Regions from separate parts of the Capra hircus genome. Here region 2 is linked to region 1. Evidence: chromatin contacts called from public Hi-C data. All regions are on one chromosome and are shown on one strand. The core of a region is the stretch at or near the end of the contact, and the rest is flanking DNA. Distances in the headings are between cores, read along the strand shown. Region 1 holds the start of PPID (peptidyl-prolyl cis-trans isomerase D). Region 2 overlaps RAPGEF2 (rap guanine nucleotide exchange factor 2).

Evidence for each region. A called contact is a pair of places that touch in the nucleus more often than the background predicts.
Region 2: a contact with region 1 is called in a Hi-C map of blood, with 4 times the contacts expected there. The contact joins the enhancer-like site here to the promoter of PPID in region 1. A contact is called at or near these places in 3 of 5 Hi-C or Micro-C datasets (blood and liver).

Annotation. Positions count from the first base shown.
Region 1 is chr17:30,790,869-30,797,075 of ARS1.2, forward strand. PPID (peptidyl-prolyl cis-trans isomerase D) reads right to left here and starts at 2,478. Exons shown (of 10, transcript XM_018061485.1): 1 at 2,263-2,478; 2 at 265-405. The coding sequence starts at 2,347.
Region 2 is chr17:31,237,728-31,243,934 of ARS1.2, forward strand. The region is part of intron 1 of RAPGEF2 (rap guanine nucleotide exchange factor 2); the gene reads left to right. Among named protein-coding and RNA genes, the nearest start is that of RAPGEF2, 71 kb to the left of the region's middle. Within about 2 kb of position 2,949, at least 2 of the 5 cell types and tissues checked have an H3K27ac peak or open chromatin away from gene starts, as enhancers often do.

The sequences.
Region 1 (6,207 bases), core at 1,228-3,727:
TTTGTTTATCATGGCCACATCCTGGTGAAACAAGGGTAACCCATTTCTCAATAAATAAACCTTAGGACCCTGCCATAATTACTTCCACCTTTCACAGCCCAACATCTATGAAACTGAGCTATAGTCTCAGATGTTAAAGCATCCTTTTGAAACTAATAGTAATTTTTAACTCTCACCCTCTCCTTAGTGTTTTCTTCCCTAACTCCCTAAGGAACAGGATTCATGACTTCTAAGAAGAATCAGATTCACAAAATGTATACATACTTCTATGGAAAGGACATCCTTTGAAATGGAGAGGTTTCCCAGTGGTGGGTCCAATGCCTTTTTCTCCTGTACATAATGCACGAAAATTTTCTGCAGTTTTGGGTACAATATCTGCAAACAATTCTAAGACAATTCGACCAACTGAAAGAAAAAATAAAATTGTGTCAGTATGCAAAACAATGGTAAAATTATGGTGACTGAAAAATACCAAGTTTTCTTTTTTTGGTCATTTTTCTAATATTCTAATTCAGTCTACCTAAATTGAGTATCATGTATCCAGATGACTTTAAAACAACTACTTTACTACATCTTACAAAAGATCATAAACAGTAGCCAGAAGATCAGCAGCATATAAGGACACCATCATCCTCTGTCGGCCCCTTCTCCACCTGCCCTCAACCTTTCCCAGCATCAGGGTCTTTTCCAATGAGTCGGCTCTTCGCACCAGGTGGCCAAAGTATTGGATCTTCAGCATCAATCCTTCCACTGAATATTCAGGGTTCACTGACTCAATGGACATGAGTTTGAGCAAACTCCGGAAGATAATGAAGGACAGGGAAACCTGGCATGCTGCAGTTCAGAGGGTCACAAAGTCAGACAAGACTTAGTGACAGAACAACAACAAAGGACACCATCATTTGATTGATTTTCTCTGACATGTGCGCATAATTTTAAATCACCAAATGACCAATAGAAGAAAATACAATATCCTCTGAGTGGTCAGGCTGGCCAAGTTTTAAGTGCAGCTGTGGTCTCTGTGCTCTGTGGAACCTGCCTAGTGCTGCCTCTGCAGCAAAACCTGAAAAAGTTGCCATTCTAGACAATTCCTAATGCAGGCAATAAACCCAGCACTAAATTTCAAAACAAAATGAACACACACCTAAGTCTCCCTGCGTGTGTTTGCCTGCCTTCTCAGTAAACAAAGACTGTTGCAGCCATTAAGCCATCACATTATGCTGACCTGACGCAGCCGAAGAGCCCGGAGGGAACTCAGTATGGAGACAAACAGGCTGCCCATTTCCAAGTCCACCTAGCAGTCAGTTGCTGCAGCCACCCTGAACAGTGTACCCTGAGGAGACTAAGGATGGGAAAACACAGGATACTGGCCCCAGACAGCTGAGATGCACATCAAATGAATGATTGCAGTGAGCCCAGATTCTTACATCTTCCCATACAGAGAAAAGCCCTACACTCCTTAACTAGAGACACCTGGTTTTCTTTAATAAACAGTAATCTTTTTTCGATGTTCCGACCACGAGGTCTTTGTTGCAAAAACTCCTATATACCTTGACTCCTTCCTCATCTCTTTGAACAGAGCTGAGATACTCTGTCCCAGGCTTAAGGGACAGAGTTTTTTCCTTTAAAGCAGTTGTAACGTGTTCCAGAACAGGAGCAATTAAGCTACAAAGCAATGTGAGAATTCACAAGACCTGAGGCGCCTGCAAGCTGCTACTGTAGCCTAGGCAACCACACCGCCACACAGATCTCATTTTCCCCACGCCAAAACGGAGAAAATGTCCACCAATCTGAATGCATCAGTAGTAAAGAAGAATCAGTAGTAAAAAAGAAAAAAGGAAAACACGCAAAAGTCGGTTTAATTTATAGATAACATGGCAACTGCTGACATACATCACGTGGCGAAAGACACAGGGTGACGGGAGCCCACCAGACGCTTAACCTGGGGTTTTCAAAGCAGGTTTTCGCCCTACAAACAAAATCATCTCGTTTTGTGCTAACTTCACGGTGCTAGGTGGCGGGCAGGTGCGGCCAAGTCGGGACAGATAAACCCAAAAGCTTCCAGCATTCCTCGAACAGAAATTTCCAGAAACTTCTCCACGCCCCACGGCACCGGTACAAGGTCGCGGGCGCAACCCAGCCCAGAGGCCTGGACCAGTGCAGGTCCCAGTGTGGGCAGCCGGCCCCACCTCAGACCAGCCCCCTGCCCGAGCAGCGCTCCAGCCTCAGGGGCCCCCGACCCCGGGCGCCCCGCCTCCTCACCTCGCTCCCCTCCGATGTCCACGTCGAAGAAGACTCGAGGGTTACTGGGGTTGGAAGGCTTAGCCTGGGGGGATGGATACGACATTGTGGCTTTAGGGCGCGTGTACGACCACCTCTTAACACCGCGTGGTCTCCGTGAAGCTGGAACCCTAAAGTCACAAGGCCCGCGAAGAACGGCGGCGCTGGTGAGCTGCTTCCGGCTGGGGTACGGAGGACACGGCTGATCTTCCGGCGCCGCCTCTCAACTTCCTGCGGCGCGGCCCGACTTCCGGCTTCGCTGGCCTTGGAGTCCGCTGGTGCCTGAGCTCTAGTGGTCGGCTCTGCGCTTTCTCAGCCGGGTTTCTCCTCTTTTCTGGTGCACTGAAGCTGTAGGCCCAGTTGTTTTTATTCCTCTCGCTAGTGTTTTGGGAGAGCGTTGTCAGGCTGTCACCCCGTTCCACCTCGGGGCTTAGCTGTCAGGCTAGGGGCCGGCTGTCGAAAAATGCGTGTGTCTGGGAAACGGGGCTGGAAACGCTCACGTTGGGGGTCGTCAGAGGGTGGAGACGATGGCCCTCAGCACCCGCCTGGCGGCGCAGCAAGCCGCGGCGAGTCGCTGATCCCTGTGCGGTGGCGGCCGTGTTGTAAATCGATTCTCTTACTTGGCCATGTGAGCGGTGGCAGGAGGCCAGGCCGAAGATTCCTGGTTCAGCTGCCTTGTAGGGTGCCCGCTTTCCCTGAGGAGCTGTATTCAAGTTTCTGATTTCGCTGCATGACCGCACACTTCAGTTCAGTTCAGTTCAGTCGCTCAGTCGTGTCCGACTCTGCGACCCCATGAATCGCAGCACGCCAGGCCTTCCTGTCCATCACCAACTCCAGCACACTTACTTCTTGATAAAGCTTAATTCTGGAGAAGAGTGAACTCCCGCACACTTACTTCTTGATAAAGCTCAATTCTGGAGAAGAGTGGTGCTATGGTCCTTACCACTTCATAATATTCTAATTGTTTATTGACCTATTCGTCTATCTTCTGCCGTTAAACTCCACGAAGACAGGAATTTGGTGTTCTTTTTTCTAACCTCAACACTTCTCACAGTGTCAGGCCCTGAGAATGTTTATATGAAAATGTCAAGAAATTTCATTTTCATATGCCTTTATGTACAATGCGAGAAGAGTTCCTGTATCAGCTCCTCGTGCTGATCCTTTCAAACTCCGGCACATTAAAGTTAATGTAAAATGTTACTCTTTTATGCATTGGTGGCCTTCAGTTTCATGGTGTTTATCCGTTGTGGTTCCCCGAAGATCCAGAAGAAATTACTTAGCACATAACCTCTAAGGCCGCTTGATAAGAGTCAAAATAAATTATTCCTTAAACCAGTCTCATTTCAGAACTACAAATTGGTAGCTTAGACTTTTTCTCAAAAATATCAAATGATTAAGTAAAAATTTTTGTTCTGATCTACGAGCTTAAAATCAGCTTTTAGTTTATTCCAAAAGTAGTCTTTTAAGCACTATAATCTTCTGTTATTATGGTTGATTATCATTAACTAGGCAGCATAGCTAAGCACTTCTACTTGGCTATCAGACTTTGGGGTTGAATCTCTAATAGCAGTTTGTGATTTTTGAAGTTACTTAGCTTCTCTGTGTCTTAGTTTCCTTATATGTAAGTTAAGATAATACGTATTTTTTAAGTTTTTATGAGGAGTAAATAAGTTATTTAAGGTGTTTTAGTTTCAGACACATAGTAAGTACTCAAGTGTAAGCAATGATTAACCGTAAATAGCTAATACTTTATTATAATTGGGCTTCCCTGATGGCTCCCACAGTAAAGCAGCTGCCTGCAATGCAGGAGACCCGGGTTCAATTCCTGTGTCGGGAAGATCCCCTGGAGAAGGAAATGGCAATCCACTCCAGCACTCTTGCCTGGAAAATCCCATGGACGGAGGAGCCTGATAGGCTACAGTCCATGGGGTCGCAGAGTCAGACACGACTGAGCAACTTCACTTTCACATTATTATAATTACTAATATCAACGTTAATATTACTAAATACTATATTAGAGCAATTACTAATATCTTACTAATATCAATTTTGAATAATACTTCAAAATGAAAGATGCAAATTGCTTTGAGGATGCCTCTGCATTGTCGGAAAATGCAACATGATTCTTTCTGTTATACAGGTTTCTGGGTGTAAAAGACGAATCCAAATGTTACTCTCACTCTGTCTAGATTTTTCACAGTAAAGTCACAACTTTTTATAAACTGCCATATTCCTAGAACCAACTCTATTAACAGAATCTACCTTTGAAAATCTTTCCAGAACTGATAAATCTTTACCCTAGCAGACAACCTGTCTCATTGTCAGTCTCCTTAAGACAGGACTCTGAGTTCTGAAGTCTTGCCCAATGTGTAGGAAGGAACAGAGCCAAGACTATGAATTATTTCTCTCTCTATATATATATATATGAAGTGAAAAGTCGCTCAGTCATGTCCATTTCTTTGCGACCCCGTGGACTGTAGCCCACCAGACTCCTCTGTCCATGGGATTCTCTAGGCAAGAATACTGGAGTGGGTTGCCATTTCCTTCTCCAGGGGAACTTCCCAACCCAGGGATCGAACCTGGGTCTCCCATATTGCGGACAGACGCTTTAACCTCAGAACTACCAGGGAAGCCCTGATATATATTATATATAATAATATATCATATAATATAATATATATTAATATAATAGTATATTTTAATATATTATCATTGTATTAATATATTTTATAACTTTCTTATATAATGTAATATAATTATATTGATATTGATTATTAATAATATATTAATATACTATTATAATATATTGTGTATATAATTTTTATAACTTTCTTTTTATATTGGAGTATAGCCGATTAGCAATGTTGCGATAGTTTCAGGTGGACAGCCAAAGGACTCAGTTGACTATGCGCTATTTCTTAAGGCTAAGGACACAGTTTCATTCGGAGAGAGGGAGGGATATTATTCCTAAGAGCCCTATTACTGTTTCTGTCTGTTCCTAGTGTGGTAGGATAATATTAACAGATTGCCTCCCCTAACCAGTATTATCTTCTTTCAGTGTTTTTGTGCATGACTCCACCCCAAACAAGCAGCTAGGCATCCTGTGCTTATTTATTGCTTTAAGGGAAAGATGCAGAGAAAGAAAAGAAAACAGAGGAAGGAATAAAAGGAGTCCGTCCTGGCTTTCATACTGCAAAAAGCTTGGCTTACAGGAACTAAAAAAAAACTGGCGGAGCAAGAGAAGTGGATAAAACATGTTCTGTACGAGCTTGGCTTTCCACTCACAGAAGAAACTGAAACAAACAAACTCCCCCCTTGTGCTGGAGAAAGAGGAGGTTGTGGATGGTAGAAAGTGGGGAGAAAGAGGAAAGGTAGAAATGGACCGGTGTAAATGGTCCTTAACTTGGAGAGTGAGCAAAACAACATCCCTGTATTTGTCAGTGTGCCCTGGAAGTTGCTGTTGTTCAGTCTCCCAGTCCTGTCCAGCTCTTCACGACCCCATGGACTGCAGCACACCTGGCCTCCCTGTCCCTCACCATCTCCCGGAGTTTGCCCAAGTTGATGTCCATTCCATCGATTATGCCATCCAGCCATCTCATCCTCTGATGCCCTTTTCTCCTCCTGGAAGAGGAGACACCTTCTTTCTTAGATGGGAGCTTGCAGAAAGGAACTCTGAGCTCAGGAGAGGCTGGGAGAACCAATGACTGGGTTAGGATGCTGAGTTTCTCACTGTATGCCCATGTAGACAGATGGCATTGGGAACCAGAGGTCCCAACCGAAACTTGCCGCCACACTAGACATTCTCAAATTTAGATCCAACCCTGGTGGTGGGGGAAGGTGGGAATACCAGAAATTGGCAAAGATTATGGTATCACCAACCCTTTGGAATAGACAATTCAAAATTGAACTTAAAGATGAGTTATCAAA
Region 2 (6,207 bases), core at 1,699-4,198, 450 kb after region 1:
TAACGACAGCGATTCTTTGTTGATTATCCTTTTTTTTTTTTCCTTAAGTTTTTATTGGAGTACAGTTGATTTACGGTGTTGTGTGAGTTTCAGGTATACGGCACAGTGCTTCATTTTTACATGTACATGTACCGTTCTTTTTCCTGTTCTTTCCTGTGATGGTTTATCACAGGATGCTGAGTAGAGTTCCCTGTGCTGTGCACGAGGTCCTCAGCAGTCATCTGTTCTGTATGGACAAGTGTGTCTTTGAGGACCAGGGTTGTATGGTACCATCTTCGCATCTCCAGGTCGGCACCCAGTCAGGGTTGTGCAGAGCGGGTCTTCCATGCCTTGGCTTGCCTGTGAGCCGGGGAGGGGAAACATCTAAACAAACCAGATTTTAGGATCGTCTCTCCCCCTAGTCTCTGTTGAAACCTGGAACTAAATAGAAGTCATCATTGGTGTTAGGAAAAATACAAATTGTGTTTAGGATTCTTTATTTTCAAGTCCAGTCATTCGCTGCTTCTTAAGCTCTGTATCATTGAACTTGCAGCATTGTGTTTTACTCTGAAATGAGAAATTCCCGGAGGAAACAGAAAGGAAAAACTCCAGAGCTGTTCCAACCATGTCCTTCAGAGGTCTCTGCAGCTTGCCTCCTCCACTCTGTGGCACCGGACTGTCTTAAGATTTCCATCATTGCCCTTCAAAATGGAGTAATAAAAATCGTAGCCAGTGCTCAGAAAGGTGCCTGTTCTATGCAGGGTGCTGCCCTCAGCACCTTGCAGAAATCTTCATTCAGATACTGTAACCATCTCCACCTTGCAGGTGAGCAAACAGCCAGGGAGGCTGAGTGGCTGCTGAGGGTGCAGAGCCAGGCCAGGGCTGGGCAGCGGGCTCAGACCAGTCACTCAGCCAAGCCAGGGGAGAGGTGCCCGCAGGCTCACCACAACCTTTGCCCTGCCCAGAGCATCTTGCCATGTTTTCTGCAAATTTTCCATTCTGTTTGAAGGCCCAGTATTCCACCAGAAGATTATAATGTTAAGAGATTTCTTTAATAAAAATGTATTAGAGAGAGGGTCTCTTTGGGGGAGGGTCAAAATGCCTAGAGTGCTTTTTCTCTGGAAAGTCTTGAGAATGAGAGCTGGAAGAAATGAATAATTTGGGGACTTTGTAGTCACTTCTGATCCCCATATTTAGCAGGCTTTTAGGTGGGTGCCCCAGGTTCTTGGATTTCATGAGTCAGACCCTTGATCTTCCTGACCACCACTCAGAAATTGACGTGCCAACATAATGTGGGCAATTATAGAAAATTTCTTCTACTGGTGATACTAGACAAAGCAATGAGTTATATCATCTCGTATCAATATGATTTCAAAGGATGACATTATAAAAGCAAAAAAAAAAAAAAAAGGTATGATCTTCCCAAAAAGTCAAGCTCTTTATTTTTTTGAAATTATATTGTATTCATTTACTTGGCTGTGTTGGTCGGGTCTTAGTTGGGGCACACAGGACCCCCGTGGCATCACGCAGGCCCTTTTCCTTGTGGCACACGGATTCTGGTTTTGGCATGTGGGCTTAGTTGCTCCACGGCATGTGGGATCTTAGTTCCCCGGCCAGGGATCAAATCTGCATCCCCTGAGTTGCAGGGTGAGTTTTTAACCACTAGACCACTGAGCTCTGTAAGCTAAGTTCCTTCGGTTCATCAAGAATCTCACGCAGCATCTTTGTTCTTTTGCTTTGCCAAATGCTGGTGAAAACTTTGCTGTGGACCTATGTTTGGAACCCCTTCACTGGGCCTCTTTGCAATTTGTCCTTTACCTGGAAAAGGAAGTTTCACAGCCTCCATTTCCTTCTTTCTACGGGGATGTTCTAGTTCTGGGATGAAGTAGCTGGTCAGCAAACCCATCTCCCCTTTGTTGCTTTGATCTCAGCGCCAGGCATTCTGGGTTATGAACGTAGTTTAGGAAATGTGGGGGTGAGGGCCCCTTTTGCCTTCCTTCTCATTCCCCTTCTGGCTGTGATGGCTCCTAAGTGGTAACTGAATTCACCAAGGGCTCTTTGCCTCCTTCTGGTTTCTGGAGCGTCTTGATAATGATGCCCAAAGGGTTCCGTGTGTGTGTGTGTGTGTGTGTGTGTGTGTGTGTGTGTGTGTGTGTGTGTGTGTGTGTGTGTGTGTGTGTGTGTGTGTGTGTGTGTGTTTAAGAGCGAGCAAGCATGCATTGCTGTTGTGATGGCCAAAGGTCTCTTGATTTATGCTACTTAATTTTGAATGTGATGGAGCCCATCATACAGATCAAGTGGACACATCCGCAGATTTAAGCTGTCAGGGGTGGGTGGTACCCCCTGTACAGGTGTGGGAGGTAGGACAGATGTAAGATAAAGATGTTAGACGTTAGTGTCCAAGGAGAGTTTGAAACATCATCGAGAGGCAGGATGCTTCAGAAATTACGACTGTGGTTCTTTCTAAAGGAGCACTCCATTATCAGTGTTTTATATGTATGTTTACTAGTCCTTATGTCTTCTCTGCAGTCTAGTAATACACTTCCTTTTTTGTAACTGTGCCCCCCCTTGCCCCCTGCCCCTAGTGTTCATCTGATGGGATGGTTAAACTTACCCTCGCCCAGCCACTTCATCTCATATGGACAGATCTGAAAGAGATCAGTTTTGAACGGCACCTAACATGCCTCGAGCATTTAGTTCATTTCTGATGAACAGAGTTGGAAAGCTTTAACCGTGTCCGCAGAATGTTTTTATGTGCTTGTCCTGTCCTCTTGAGAAACAGAGAAGTTTGAGAATAAGTAATACTCTTGGTGGTTGACTCCTCGGTAAAACATTCAAGATGGGAAAAACAGATGTCCAATTATTTTTGTCTTTTGTCCTAGAAAAATGGCAGCAATGAGGTTTTCTATATTTAAAACCTGCTTTCATTCGGAAGCGCTTCCTTTCTGCGGAGAGCCTGTGTGTCCTCGGTGACCTGTTCCGCTTGGCTTTTGTTTTCCCAGGACTGTGTGAACCCGCCGCAGTGGGGATGCTGACATTGGCCTGGTCGTCTGCAGTTAGGTTGTCTTTGGACCTGGAGGTGTCCTGAGGGTGGTTCTGCAGCTCTGGCCCCTGTTGCCAGGTTTTCAGTGGGCTGTGCCCCCCCCCCCCCCCCAACACCAGCTCGCCCCACCCAACACCAGCTCGGCTTCTGCAGGGCTTAATCAGAGCCAGACCATCCCTGGGAAAGAGTGCCATCCCGGGCCCAAGGTTTTAACTGTGTCCTTAGAGGAGAACTGGGCACAGGGGGCATGTGTAGCTCCTTTTTTTAAAAAAAAGAAATGGAAGATGGTCCAGGAATCATTTTCTATGAGTTGGGGGCATTGTGTGCATGTGTGTGTACAGCTGCTTTACCTTTTCAGTTGTACTTAATCAGAATTTTAAATGGTAACTTAAAATGTGCTCATTCACTACCTGCTCACCTATTCACAGAGAACAAAAGCCAGGCTGGCATTCAGTTCATGGCAAATCATTTTCTAGTGTGTTAATCTCTATACATGGGCAGTTAACATTTGACTACGTATTTGGCAGTCTGAGAGATTAAAATGAGAGAGTTACTTCAAAAGATCTGTTTTGATGTTTGTTCTCGCTGCCTGAGAGATGTGAATTCTGGGGAGCTGTCGGCTTGGTCGTGGGCATTGTTCTGAAGGGGAGATATCAACTCTGAAGCTCATAGTGACTCTGTGATTTAGCCACTTGATATTTTTCTTATCTGTCCCCAGGATGAGTTTTTAGTTACAATTGTTGATTTTTCTAATGAGGAATTTTGGGCTTTCCTGGTGGCTCAGATGGTAAAGAATCCACCTGCAATTCAGGAGACCTGGGTTTGATCCCTGGGTTTGGAAGATTCCCTGGAGAAGGGAATGGCAACCCACTCTGGTATTCTTGCCTGGAGAATCCCATGACCAGAGGAGCCTGGTGAGCTACAGTCTGTATGATCACAAAGAATTGGACACGACTGACTGACTGACACACACACACACACACACACACACAGTGAGAAATTTTAATCCTCAGAAACAATACTTGCTTCCATGGCTGTTTTCCCCTGGGACAGGGCAATGGACGCAGCGTGTGATGGATGTCTAACTTGCTAAACGTAACACTTCTCCTTTAGGAGCATAAAACCTACCGTGGGGTGGCGGTTGCTGCTGAATCATTTAACTCTTACGTTTTCTTCAATAAGAGATAAACTTTGAGGATGATGTGGTACTTCCACTGCTTCTTAGAATTTAGGAAGTACTTTTCTGCCTTCTTCAGCTCATCTCCCCTGGAATGTGACACTTCAGGCTCCCTGCCACCTGGAAGCGCAGGAGGCATGGGGCAAGGGTGTGCTCTGCCTAACTCTGAGGTCTCTTGTAATTTTCATGGTTAATTCATAAGGTAATTGCCTTAGAATTACTTCTGTCTGAAGTTTAGGAACTATTCAAAAACTGTTTTTTTTTTAAAGCTCTAAGGAACCTTAAGGTAGTTTTGGACAAACATAATAACTTAAATCAGTATCTTTTACTTCTAGAATTCCTTATCTGCCTTAAAAAGATGCAGTTGCTCGAGAGTCCAGGGCTGAAGAAATGCCTCCAGACTGAGCTGTAGATGACTGGAATATAATCACAGATTTTCCTGCGTTTTGACTTGTGAATTTGAATGAAATCGCAGCTCTGGGGCATGGTCTTCCTTTTGGGTGTAAGTTATAGTAAACTCAGAAACAGCCTTCATAAGATTTAGGTTGAAATTTCTGTTTAAGAACAAAGTTTACTGAATCACTTTGCCGTATAGCAGAAACTAACACAACCTTATAAATCAACTATACTCCAATAAAAATTAATTAAAAGTACTTTATTTTTAGAGCAGTTTTAGGTTTACAGAAAAGTTGAGAGGCTGGTACAAAGAGTTCTCATATATCCTCTCACAGTTTCTCCTATTGCTATTTTACAAGTATTTTACAATACTGTACACAATTAATAAACTGATTAAGTGAAAGTGAAGTCACTCAGTTGTGTCCGACTCTTTGCGACCCTATGCACTGTAGCCTACCAGGATCATCCGTCCATGGGATTTTCCAGGCAAGAGTACTGGAGTGGGTTGCCATTTCCTTCTCCAGGGGATCTTCCTGACCCAGGGATCGAACCTAGGTCTCCCGCATTGCAGGCAGACGCTTTACCGTCTGAGCCACCAGGGAAGTCCAAAAAACTGATTATAACACAGTCAAAAAAAAGTTTTACTCAAAATCATAACAATCCACCATGGATTTTTCTGTAACATTTCCCTGAAGTATGTGATGACAGCAGTTATCACAGTATGGAATATTTTTGTTTTAAAGGCTCTGGTGCTTTACCAAGTTGTGAGGGGTGGGGGTGGAGTAGAGGTTTAAAATATGACTTTTTCCTCCTGGGGATGATAGAAATGAAATGATTTTATCAAGAGTGCTGGTGGACCTGTCTCCCATCCCCCATGCCCTCTCTTTAGGGACAGAGGAGAAAGGATGGTCGTGGTCTCTGCACAACCCTAAGGGATGATGTAAAGATCCATGTCCTACTTAGGTGTGTAAGCCCTTGGAGGACAGCTAGTCCTCTCTGCCCCCTGGTGGCCACATGGAGAATTGCCTCAGCTTGTCTGGATACTGGGGCTGAGAACAGCGTTCCCCCTGCCCTTTGTCTCGGTTACTCCTGGGTCGCGCTCACCAAGTACTCCCAGGGTCGAGCTCACCATGTGCGCAGGTTGTGGATACCATAGGCTCTGCAGGAGTGTGGGCCTGTTCCTTCTTTGTAGCACAGCCCGTTGCTAGATGCAAAGATTAGAACAACATGTAAAACAGTGACTTTGAGGTGTTTCTTCTCTGATGGAGGAGGTGAAATATAAAGTGGCTGCACAGATCTCACTTGGGGGCCCATGTGGGTGGCTCACGAAGCAGTCCCTGCCGCCGGTGGGTAGAGTTGTAGGACACTTACCCAGGGGTGAGGGAGGACCAGTGTGTTCAAGGGGCTCTGTGTTAGGGTGGGCCGTACACTGCCAGCTATCTGTATGGGAGGGGTGCAAAGACTATTGGTGGGGGCTTTACTGGGAAGCCAGCCTGAGGGGCTTTGGGAGCAGGTGGTGACAGGCCTGAAAAGCGCAGGCAGGTCTGTGCTCTGAGGCTGGTCAGCTCCCTTTGTACCATCCGTGGTATAAAAGCTGGATTGATGCAGATGG